Regions from separate parts of the Callithrix jacchus genome. Here region 2 is linked to region 1. A link is a contact called in public Hi-C data. All regions are on one chromosome and are shown on one strand. The core of a region is the stretch at or near the end of the contact, and the rest is flanking DNA. Distances in the headings are between cores, read along the strand shown. Region 1 has its middle 130 kb from the start of INSIG2. Region 2 holds the start of EN1 (engrailed homeobox 1).

Region 1 (5,196 bases), core at 1,473-3,972:
CTCTGCTCATACACAGACAAATCTTAGCCTGCCTTTATCCCTCTCCTCTTTTATGCCTGCCCTATCTCCCTCCATCCTCTGAAAAAACGAATTTGCTGTTCCCTCTCGATTACATGCTGTTCCCTGCATTTGAATGCCTTTCTCCCAGTTCAACTCATCGAAATCTCAACCAACCTTCAACTCCTAGGCAAATGCTACTGCTTCTTCCATGAAGTCTCTGCTTCTTACTCCAGTCAGACATTGCGTGTCCTTGTTCCCTTGTCAGGCTTCCCTCCCATAACCTCAGATCAAGACACCAAATTGCTATAACCATGCACTTCCTGGTCTCTACGCCTTTGCTTGTCACGGTGCCCCTCCCAGAAGACATATTCTCTTAGGGCAGGGATGATATTCTCCCCTGCAAAACAAAGCATTTTGTTTTCCACATTCCATAAGCTCAATAATTATCTGTCAATTGAATGGAAAGAAAAAATGTAATAAAACTACTCACTTGTTTTCTTTTTTAACGGAGTGACTTTCAAGAGCTGAGGACCAGATTTATCAATTCTGATTCTTTACTGGATATCAATTTGAAAATTCAAAGGCTGGCCCCATGCCTCAGTTTCCCCATCTGTGACCACAGGTCAAGAATAATTCTTCCTAACCTACTTTACCCAGCTACTTTTTTTCACCTAAAAGGTGGCAATATTATGCTTGTTTTGTTTGGTATTGTGTTCTACTTTTAAGCAGACTGAGTAAACAGAGACCTGGAGGATTCTGTTTAAGACCCTAGGCCCGTTACTTGGAGTTCATTGCCAACCCACAGGAGAGAGACGGTTTTTCTCACCAACCAGAAAAGAAACAGCTGTGGTGACAGATGTTGGTGGTGCTGATTATTCCAAGGCTGTTTGCCTTCAGATTTCCCAGGCATTCTCTGTTTTTTGAAGTCAGTCTCTTTTGATGGGTTTCCCCAGGTCTTGGGGGTGAAAACAAACAGCTCCTCTTGTCCCAAGCATTTCATTTATTTCCTCTCTCTACTCCACAAACACACATATAAAGGACACCCACCCAGCACACGCACTCCCCACACCCACATGACCTCACGTTCCGCTTTGAACATAAATTGCCCGGGGGAGAGAAACCTTTTCACTCCTCTTTAGGTTGCTTTTTGTTTTCGTAGGTATGTGCGCTGGGGAGGTGGGGAGAGATGTCCTGGCCAAAGTACATCCAAGGCCAATTTCTCCAAAAGATGTGGAAACTTCTGATCCCACCCAGGGACTTCAACAGAATACCAAAAATAAATCCATCTTCTTGTCTCCTCTAGATGGAGTATTTACGTTGAGCTGGTATAATGAATTAATGAAAGGGAATGACACCTTCAGCTTCTGGGGAAGGGGTGATAAGTAAAATCAGAGGAGGGGATCCCTTCTTCCCCTTACTCCCCAAAACCAAGGGGAGGATGGAGGATGGTGAGAGAGGGAGGATCCCGTAGGGTATTCAGAAATAGACCCTGCTAGAAAACAGGCTGCTCTTTTCTGGGATTAAAAGTTGCCTCATAATACTGTAAGGCCCATGTATATGCAAGCAGTTGGGAGTTATTACGGGCCTAAAATAGGAAACCATTCGCTTGATCTTTCGCTTCAATCCTATTAGGGGCCCCCTGGAGCTCGAGAGAGATACCAGCCTGTCATGTCCCTGTTGCTGTGACGACCCTGTCTTTATAGAACAAGAAAGAGAAATGGTAGTGATTGGCAGACCTTGCTTGCCCCTGTATGTAACACAAAGGGCGACAAAACGAAGAGGAAGTGAGGCCCTTCTCCGAGGTCTGACGCTTCTTAACCCTACACTACCTTCCACCTGGTCCCAGTCGCCCCCACCCCGACCTCCTCCGGAGGGAAAGAAGAGGCCACTGGCCATTAAGTGCCAAAGATCAAGAATGACTTTCTTGGGTTTAATTGCGAGTAATTTTTTAAAGTCCGTCTTTTATCAACTTCGACTGGAGAAAATATGTGGAAGGGGCTGGAAGCGAGGATGGGAGCTGCTACGGCGACGCTGTCCACCGGGCACTGTTTTCGGGACTCTGGGTGGGGCGGCCCCGGGAGCGGCCGGGCCTGACAAACCCCACCATATGGTGCCAGACTCCAACTCGCTGACCATAAATAACCGCCTCCCTTTTCGGGCTTTCTTGCCAGGCTCCTCCGATTCCCGCTAAAGTGGGAAAAGGTCAAAATGCTGTTTGTGTCCGTTTTCTCCGCTGCGTGCGCGGAAAGGAGGAGCGCGGCCTGAGGGGCGGGCGCGGGGCCGCGCCACCGCCAAACCTGGCGCCCGGCGGGGCGGCCAGCAGAGCGCTCCGACAAAGGCCGCGCCCTGGGCCGAGCTCTCCGCCCGGCGCCCGGTCTCATTAGCGGCGGTTTGTTGCAAAGTAAAACCAACCGATCGCAGCAGCGAAGGCACTTTGTCTCTGCCCCGAACCTTTCGGAAAGGCTGTGACCCGGCGGCCCGACGCGTCCCGGGCGAGGGCAGTGCCCGTGCGCGGCGGAGGCGCCCTGCAGCGCAGGGCGCACGGTTCTTTCCAAACGTTTTGCCCGGGACAAGTGCCTCTCACTGAGGTTTGCTACTCGCCCCGGCTTTGCTCAGACGCCCACTGTAGCCAAAACTAGCCTGCAGCCTCCCCAGAAAACACTAAACCCGAGCGGTTGCCGAGGCCCAGGGTTGCCCAGATATTGACCACGATCAGGAGCTAAGTCTGCTTTCCGGGGGCCGCGTGGGGAGCTCTGTTCCCAGCACTTTTCTCCCGGACTCTTTGCCTGGGGGAAGAAAGAAAAGAAAAAAGAAAGAAAGAAACAGAAAAGTTTCTTTCGGGGGAAGCAGTGAAATAGGAAATGAAGATCCGCTCTGTAGTTTAGCTGAAAGGAAACGCTGTCTAATCCTGACATGCATAGCATTTAAAATAAAATTCTTTTATCTTCATGCGTGCCGAGCCCCCCAAACGTTGCCCGGACCCCTACGGGGGGGAAAGGCGTCATAAAATGAGAATTTGTTTCATTGTGGGTCCCTTTGCCAACAACGGGCTTTAAAGGAACGCCAAACAAAGCGGGCGTCAGGAGGGGGGCTTTCCAGGTGAGCCCGAGACGGGATCGAAACTCCTCTTCAGTCCACGAAAACGCCCGAGAATAAGTTATTGAACAAAACCCATCCGTCCTCTTTGTAAATCCCCCAGTTTCCTTTCCAACACCGCATCCCTCTCCCAAATAAATCACGAGCGGCTCTCTTCCCTTGCCAAGCGCCCTTGGCTTCACAATATGCCCGGAAGATTTTAAGAAACGACGTTGAGGTTTGGGAACAGGGAGCGAGGGGCGTGGGACTCGCCGCTGCCCTGGGTTCAGTGTTCTTGGTTCTTTTCCCGCCAGGCGTGATAAAGCAAAATATTTTAACTGCAACCTACAAGCTTGTTTTTTATCTTTTTTTCCCCCCTAACTTTTTTTTTTTTTTTTTCCTTCCAAGAAACAGATCAAGAAAACCTAATTACAAGGCACGGCACTAAAGTTAAATGAAAATGTAATCCGGCAATACAGAGAGGAAATTAATTTTTTTAAAGATAGATTTTAGTTAGAAACAAAAATACATTGTTCTCCCTGGTAACGTTTGTTAAACCTATGCTCGATTTCGGGCTGAAAAATCAGTACTAACTCAGAACTCTGAGGTCACTCTCTGGATGCGTTTTCTTTAGAAATTCTAATTCGAAAATGTTCAAGCCATCATTGTTTTGCTTTCTATATAAAAAGGTTTGGGGTGTTTGGGTTTTGTTTGTTTTGTTTTCCTTTTATTCAAAAATACTCCTCTATTTAGATATAATAAAGTGGTCTTGGAAATTAAGATAATTTAGGAAAATACTTTTGACGGTGCCCTCAGTTAGTTACTGAAATAATAAATTATTTTTTAAACTTTCTTCATTTTAGGTAGACGTCCCATCTCTAAAAATGCTCTTGACTATTGGAAACCTGGGCACCAGTACACACAGCTGATGAGCTGCCCTAAGCCAGGGCTTGCTTCCAGCAGCTCCCTCACACCAAATGAGGAGGGTTTTGTTATTTTGGTTGTTGTTAATGATAGGTTTCTGTTTTGTTTTGTTTTGTTTTGTTTTTGTTTGTTTTAAACACTCTTGTTGGGTCTTCTACATCCTAGGAGAAGGTTTAATTTTCATTTCAAAAACGCATGTACTGCTGTGTGAAAGTCACAGTGCTTCATCTTAAAGATTTTTTATGTCCAAATATTAAAATAATATAATGATTCTTAATGAAATAAAATGTTTGCCCAATTAACCACTTTGCTATTTGTTAGACTCTCCAACATAGGCCATTTCCTTAATGCAGTGTTTGTCCAAAGCCATTAAATACCCCATCTTAATTTTATTACATTAAGATATTCAAAATTATTTTCTTCAAATCTTTGTGTCATGTTTCTTTATTAGCTTCACTCACATCAACTGAGTCTTGGTAAGAAATGAGTTCAAAGATGTTAGACAACTTGAAGGGGAGTCATTTGTTTTTAAAAAGATTAAATATTCCTGTCTAATTTATTTTTGAATCTCTCTCTCTCTCTCTCTCTCCCTCCCTCCCTCCCCCTCTCTCATTTTACTGTACTTGGACAGGGCAGGGCTGGAAAAGAAAGCCACGTCCTCCTTTACTGTATCAGCAGTGAATTTGCACCACCTTCTGGTAGGTTAGAGAATGACGAAAACACCCGCTGCTTCCATAAAAGAATTCTTTTATTCACTGTGGTCTGTTGTCCTATTTGTAGCTGAACTCAGAGCACCATTTAGCTTCTCCAAACTCACAGCATATCTCTCCTATGGCCTGGTTTTATACAGATTCTTTGAACTGGGAAGACTTTTCTTTATCATATCCTTGAGAAGGCTCACAAATCCCCAACCAGTCCCTGCATGTTAATTTACTGAAATGCCTGGCAGGGAAGTAAAGGATGGCTGGAGAATGGTCGTTTCCTATTCTATTTTGGCTGTCCTCTGTAGAGTGCTTGAAAACAAATCAGAGGCTATAACTGTAGCAGCAGAGAAACAAACGCTTCTCTTGGTTTCATAAGACCCTCATTACCCACAATTAATCATAATGACATGCTGTATTCAGGCTCCTTGCTGGAGTCTGCGAGGAGCACACAGATGTGGCTTTCTGTAGATTTCAATCCCTTCTGCAATATGGA
Region 2 (5,196 bases), core at 1,281-3,780, 630 kb before region 1:
TGGAGCGCCTGGCGGTGCGGGGTACCTAGCGTCCGGGCCAGGCCGGGCCTGGGGGAGGTGGGGGGGGGGAAGAGCCAGCGCGAGGAGTGCTGCCTAATCCAGCTCAAGCTCGTGGGCCGCGGGTGCATTTATCATCCCATTACTGTAACAAATCCGGGCTCCACTACATGAAAGGTAAAATGAATTACCGACGTTAAGCCGTCAATAAAGTCATTTCTGTAAATGGTGTCTCCAAAGGGCCGCCGCATTATTCAGCTGGCTTTATCAGCTGGCTGGAAATTACGTGGAGGAGCCGGGCCGCGCGGCGCGCGGGGCCGCTCACTTTGATTAAGCGTCTTGCCAGCGCGATGTGACAGAGCTTTTGACCAGGGTTTTATTCACAGGCCTGTGATGAACGCCAAGCTGATCAGGCGGAATGAAGAGTAATTAAAACCTATAAATTATCTTCCGCAGCCCTTCTCGAGGCGTCTCCTGCAGGCGAGATAAGGCGTCGAGACCCTATTTACGGCGCTGAAAGGGACGGCGGCGCACAAAAGCTACGCGACTAAATAGGATATTGATAGTGTCCTAATTAGAATTTAATTAAGTACCTACTCTTGCTTGCGGGATAAAGATTTCAATTTTGCGAACTTAAATATAAATACAATCCCACCCCCATTTCGGGGAGAAGGGGTGGGGGCGCCTGGAGATTTTGGGGAGCCCTGGGTTGCGCGACGGAAGAGGAATCGGGAGACTCCAAGGTGGGGTTGGATGCGGCTTGGGAAGACTGAGAAGACTGCCGCGCAGCATTAGGGAGAGAGGTTCTCTCCCCTAGGATGCAGCGCAAGTCTAGCCGGGAACTCAGCCCTCAAAATCGGGGGACCCTCGCCTGCTCCCAAGATGCGGCGAGCAATACGAATTCCTGCTCTCTACCAGCCCTTTGGAGAAACTTCAGCTATCGCAGTGGTGGTTCGGCTTGTTGTGGGTTTAGTAGCCAGTTCCTCCTGCCTAACCCCCTGTGACTTTTCTGGAAAACTGGAGGCAGGGGGATTATTCCGGATGTCACAAATAGACAATATTTCCTGAGAGATCCTTTCTCCACTGTTCCATTTGGGGAGGGCGTTCAGGGCGGAGGAGGTCCGCTGGAGCTCTAAGATGACACCGGCGAAGGCCTCGTTTGCCAACGCCTTTCTCGGCCACCGCAGGCTTCAGCATAGTCGGATACTGGTCCTCCAAAACGACTCCGGAGACAAGTCCCGCAGATGCCTCGAGCCTCCATCCACACCCCACCCCGTCCCTCACATTCTCAGTTATGAGAAAACTTTGGGGGTGCCTCTACCAGGAAATCGCGAAAAAGAGCCCAGAATGGAAGCGGCTGGCGGCGCCGCAGTCCCCCCAAACTAGAGGAGAACGAACGGGGCTGGAGCCGGAGGCACCAGGGTAGTTGGGAGAATTCCCAGGAAATTCAGTTACCCCGCAACTGAGGGGAAACTCCTTGTTCACAACGTCAGCTTGGCAAACACTTGGGGTGCAGCGCTTTTATTTATTAGATATTACTTTGCAGGAAAATGTAACACGGAGGTTACCCTCAACTCTAAAGCTAGGGCCTAGCGTGCATCCGCGTTCTGACCTGCCGGCCCCGGGCCCTCCTGAGACAACTCTGCGTTGCGGTGACAGCTCGGACTCCCACTGCTAGGGAAGGTCCAGTCAGCTGGCTCTGGAGCTATTCCGAGTCCTCCGGGCTTTGGCTCATTGGCGCCAGGGCAGCTCCAGGGTGTTGTGGAAAGTCCGGACCCGGAAGGGCATGGGTGCGGATTCCCCACAATGGGAAAGCAATGAAGCCGGCCGGCAGGAGTAGTACAAACTAAAACGTGCGATGCTAGCTAGGCACAGTGGGCCTTCCAGGTTTGCTATTTGTGAAAAATAAATTGCTCCTCGGAAAGTAATCAACTCTAGATCTATTTCACATCCCCGACCTCCTCGTCTCACTCCTCTCCCTCCACTACACACACCCAAACCCACACTCACCCACTAACACACAAACCAGCAGTGACAACAACCACTCATCCTTCATAACAGCAACCAGAGAGAGGAGAAAATAAAAAGCTGAGTTTCTTAGGCGTGGGGGTGCAAAACAGCCAGGCTCCTGTCTGCTGCCCATGCTCTCGGCGCGCACAGACCCATAATCCTGCATTTCTCCAACAAGTTGTTTATGGAGTTGCTTCTCCATTTGCCTACATCCCAAATCCACCCCTCCCGGGTTTCTTCTGCCCCCTCCTCGGTCCCGGCCTGAAGGAGGGGGAGGGGCGCGGGTGCGGGAGCGGGTGGGGGAGGGCGGACCAACGCACGGGCCCGGCGCCGCGGCGCCCCCTCTCCGCCCGCGGCTGACGCCCCCGGATTATTTATCCGCAAAGTCCCGCGCGCGCCCATTGGGCCGAGGCCCGAGTGTCAGCGCGAGTCCCGGCTCGCCATTGGCCCCGCACACGTGCGGCCCTGACTCACGTGCTTCCGGTTTGAACGCAAAAAGTGTGCCTGGGTGATTTTTTTTTTAAGCGAGAGAGTTTGTGCAAAGATCCGAGCTGTCAGAGATTTGAAAAAAAAAAAAAAAAACCAGCCCGGCGCTGGCGGAGACGCGCTCTCCCTGCAAAAAAAGCAAAGGCGATTAAAGGCGCTGCCAGCCTCACGCTCTGGGCACAGCTGAGCGTGACACTCGGGGAAGTCAAACCCCTCACTACTGCCTAGGAAGATGGCTAGTCTTTAAAGACTATTTTTTTTTCCCCTTTAAGAAAAAAATTATTGGAGCTGTTTTCTTTTTTCTTGGTTTCTTTTTCCTTTCCTTTTCTTTTTTTTTTTTTTCTTTTTTCTTTACTTTTTTTTTTTTTTTTCTTTTGGCCGTGGCTTACTCCCCATTTAAATCAAATCATTGAATCTGGTTGCAGAAAGAAAAAAAGAAATAGCCAAGTGTCTCCATATCTGGATGTCTACAAATTAGGGAGAGACAGCGAGATCTATCTGCTAGATAAGAGCGAGCGATCCAGGCCAGACGCCTGAGCTTTTTTCCTACACCCGCCCCGAGCCTTCGCTAGGGCTTCGCCTGCCTCCTTCCTCCGGGCACCCCCACGGGCCGCTGGCAAAGTGGGGTGGGGAGCGAGGCGGTGGGGGCGGGGGCCGGCGCGGCGGCCGGGGCGGCGGGGCGGCCGAGCATGGAAGAACAGCAGACGGAACCTAAAAGTCAGCGCGACTCGGGCCTCGGCGCGGCGGCGGCGGCGGCGACCCAGGGCGGCCTCAGCCTGAGCCTCAGTCCGGGCGCCAGCGGCAGCAGCGGCAGCGATGGAGACAGCATGCCCGTGTCCCCGCAGCCCGCGCCCCCCTCGCCGCCTGCGGCGCCTTGCCTGCCGCCCCTGGCCCACCATCCGCACCTCCCCCCACATCCCCCGCCCCCGCCGCCTCAGCATCTCGGGGCGCCTGCTCACCAGCCGCAGCCAGCGGCCCAGCTGCACCGCACCACCAACTTTTTCATCGACAACATCCTGAGGCCGGACTTCGGCTGCAAAAAGGAGCAGCCGCCACCGCAGCTTCTGGTGGCTGCGGCGGCCAGAGGAGGCGCAGGAGGAGGAGGCCGGGTCGAGCGTGACAGAGGCCAGACTGGCGCAGGTAGAGACCCTGTCCACCCGTTGGGCACCCGGGCGCCAGGCGCTGCCTCGCTCCTGTGCGCCCCGGACGCGAACTGTGGCCCACCCGACGGCTCCCAGCCAGCCGCCGCCGGCGCGGGCGCGTCTAAAGCTGGAAACCCGGCTGCGGCAGCGGCGGCAGCGGCGGCCGCGGCGGCCGTGGCAGCTGCGGCCGCGGCGGCCGCAGCAGCCAAGCCCTCGGACAGCGGTGGCGGTGGCAGTGGAGGCGGCTCGGGGAGCCCCGGCGCGCAGGGCACCAAATACCCGGAGCACGGCAACCCCGCCATCCTACTTATGGGCTCAGCCAACGGCGGGCCGGTAGTCAAAACTGACTCGCAGCAGCCTCTCGTATGGCCCGCCTGGGTCTACTGCACGCGTTATTCGGATCGTCCATCCTCCGGTGAGTACCCAACTCCGGGCTGCGCATTGCCTTCTGGCGCCGCGGACCGCCCTAGAACTCCAAGCTGCGGCGCTAGGGAGAGCAAACCCGGCCTCAGGCACTCCTGTCTCTCACGCCTGCTTCCTCACCCGGTTCCAGCCACAACCGAATGTTCTCTCAGCTCTGCGATCCTGGCCTCTGAGGCCACCACCCGAGAAGCTACAGCTCGTGGCACAGGAGGCTCGAGTCGATTCTTTGGTTTTGAACTCTGAACCCCTGGGGCCTTCTTTGTCTTTTAGCTTTATTATTCTTAGGAAAGGTACCCAGTCAGTGTTTTTCTTTCCGGGGAGACCGGTGTTTAGATATGGCGGGAAGGTGGGCCTAGAGATGTGTGTCTGAAATCCCACCAGCCTGATCGATCGTCCGGAGGCCAGATTGGACCAGAGAAGGCCTTGTCCAGAAAAATTATCTTCACTGTGTGTCCTTACGAACACAAACATAATCTCGATATTTTCTGCGATTAATCATTTACATTGATAAATATGGGGACACACAGGAAGACAGAGAGGAAAGCGTCTGAACGCCGTCCCTATCCCTGTCCCTATCCCTGGGCCGGGTAGCGAAGTCTATCCCGGGTGGGTAGAATCCAGGGAAAGGCAGTTGCCAAAAAGGTGGGTGCTGGCAGCCCCTGGTTTTCTGGAGCTGACAGACAGTGGGAGAGGAGAGAAAACAGGTCAGGCTCAAGCCAGAAAACTGGGCCAAGGGCTTGAGAGCCAGCTTCCTCCGTAGCTTCTCCGCGGCTCGGCTCCCACATCCTCCCGGCCCGGCGCTTTCCTTTTTTCACTCCTTTCTTCCGCACATCCAACAGTTAGCAGCTTTCTGGCATCCGTGGGCCCGTTTTTCCTGGCTTTCCTTCCACCCCTTTTCCGCGTGCCCCTCGCGCTTGGCGAACCCGAGTCGGAGACCTCCTTTGGGCCCTGGGAGAGTAGGCCGAGGCCTACCCGACGCCCCGGCCCGGCCAGCAGTGTCTGGCAGAGCGGCAGAAGCTTTGGCCCAAGATCAGCACTCCAGGCTCCCGGTGCGGCAGGGGGCCGGGAGCAACGTACCCACGCGCGCCGCTTTCCTCTCGCTGGTCTCTTGCCTGCCCACCGCTACCGGCCGGGCGCG

Evidence for each region. A called contact is a pair of places that touch in the nucleus more often than the background predicts.
Region 2: a Hi-C map of skeletal muscle shows a contact between it and region 1, with 2.9 times the contacts expected there. The contact joins the promoter of EN1 here to the enhancer-like site in region 1. A contact is called at or near these places in 2 of 3 Hi-C or Micro-C datasets (both in skeletal muscle).

Annotation. Positions count from the first base shown.
Region 1 is chr6:102,848,582-102,853,777 of calJac240_pri, reverse strand. No RefSeq gene overlaps it. Among named protein-coding and RNA genes, the nearest start is that of INSIG2, 130 kb to the right of the region's middle. Within about 2 kb of position 2,722, at least 1 of the 16 cell types and tissues checked has an H3K27ac peak or open chromatin away from gene starts, as enhancers often do. A contact at or near this core is called in skeletal muscle, where this site is marked.
Region 2 is chr6:103,475,401-103,480,596 of calJac240_pri, reverse strand. It overlaps EN1 (engrailed homeobox 1), which reads left to right and starts at 2,530. Exons shown (of 2, transcript XM_017973890.4): 1 at 2,530-4,050. The coding sequence starts at 3,183.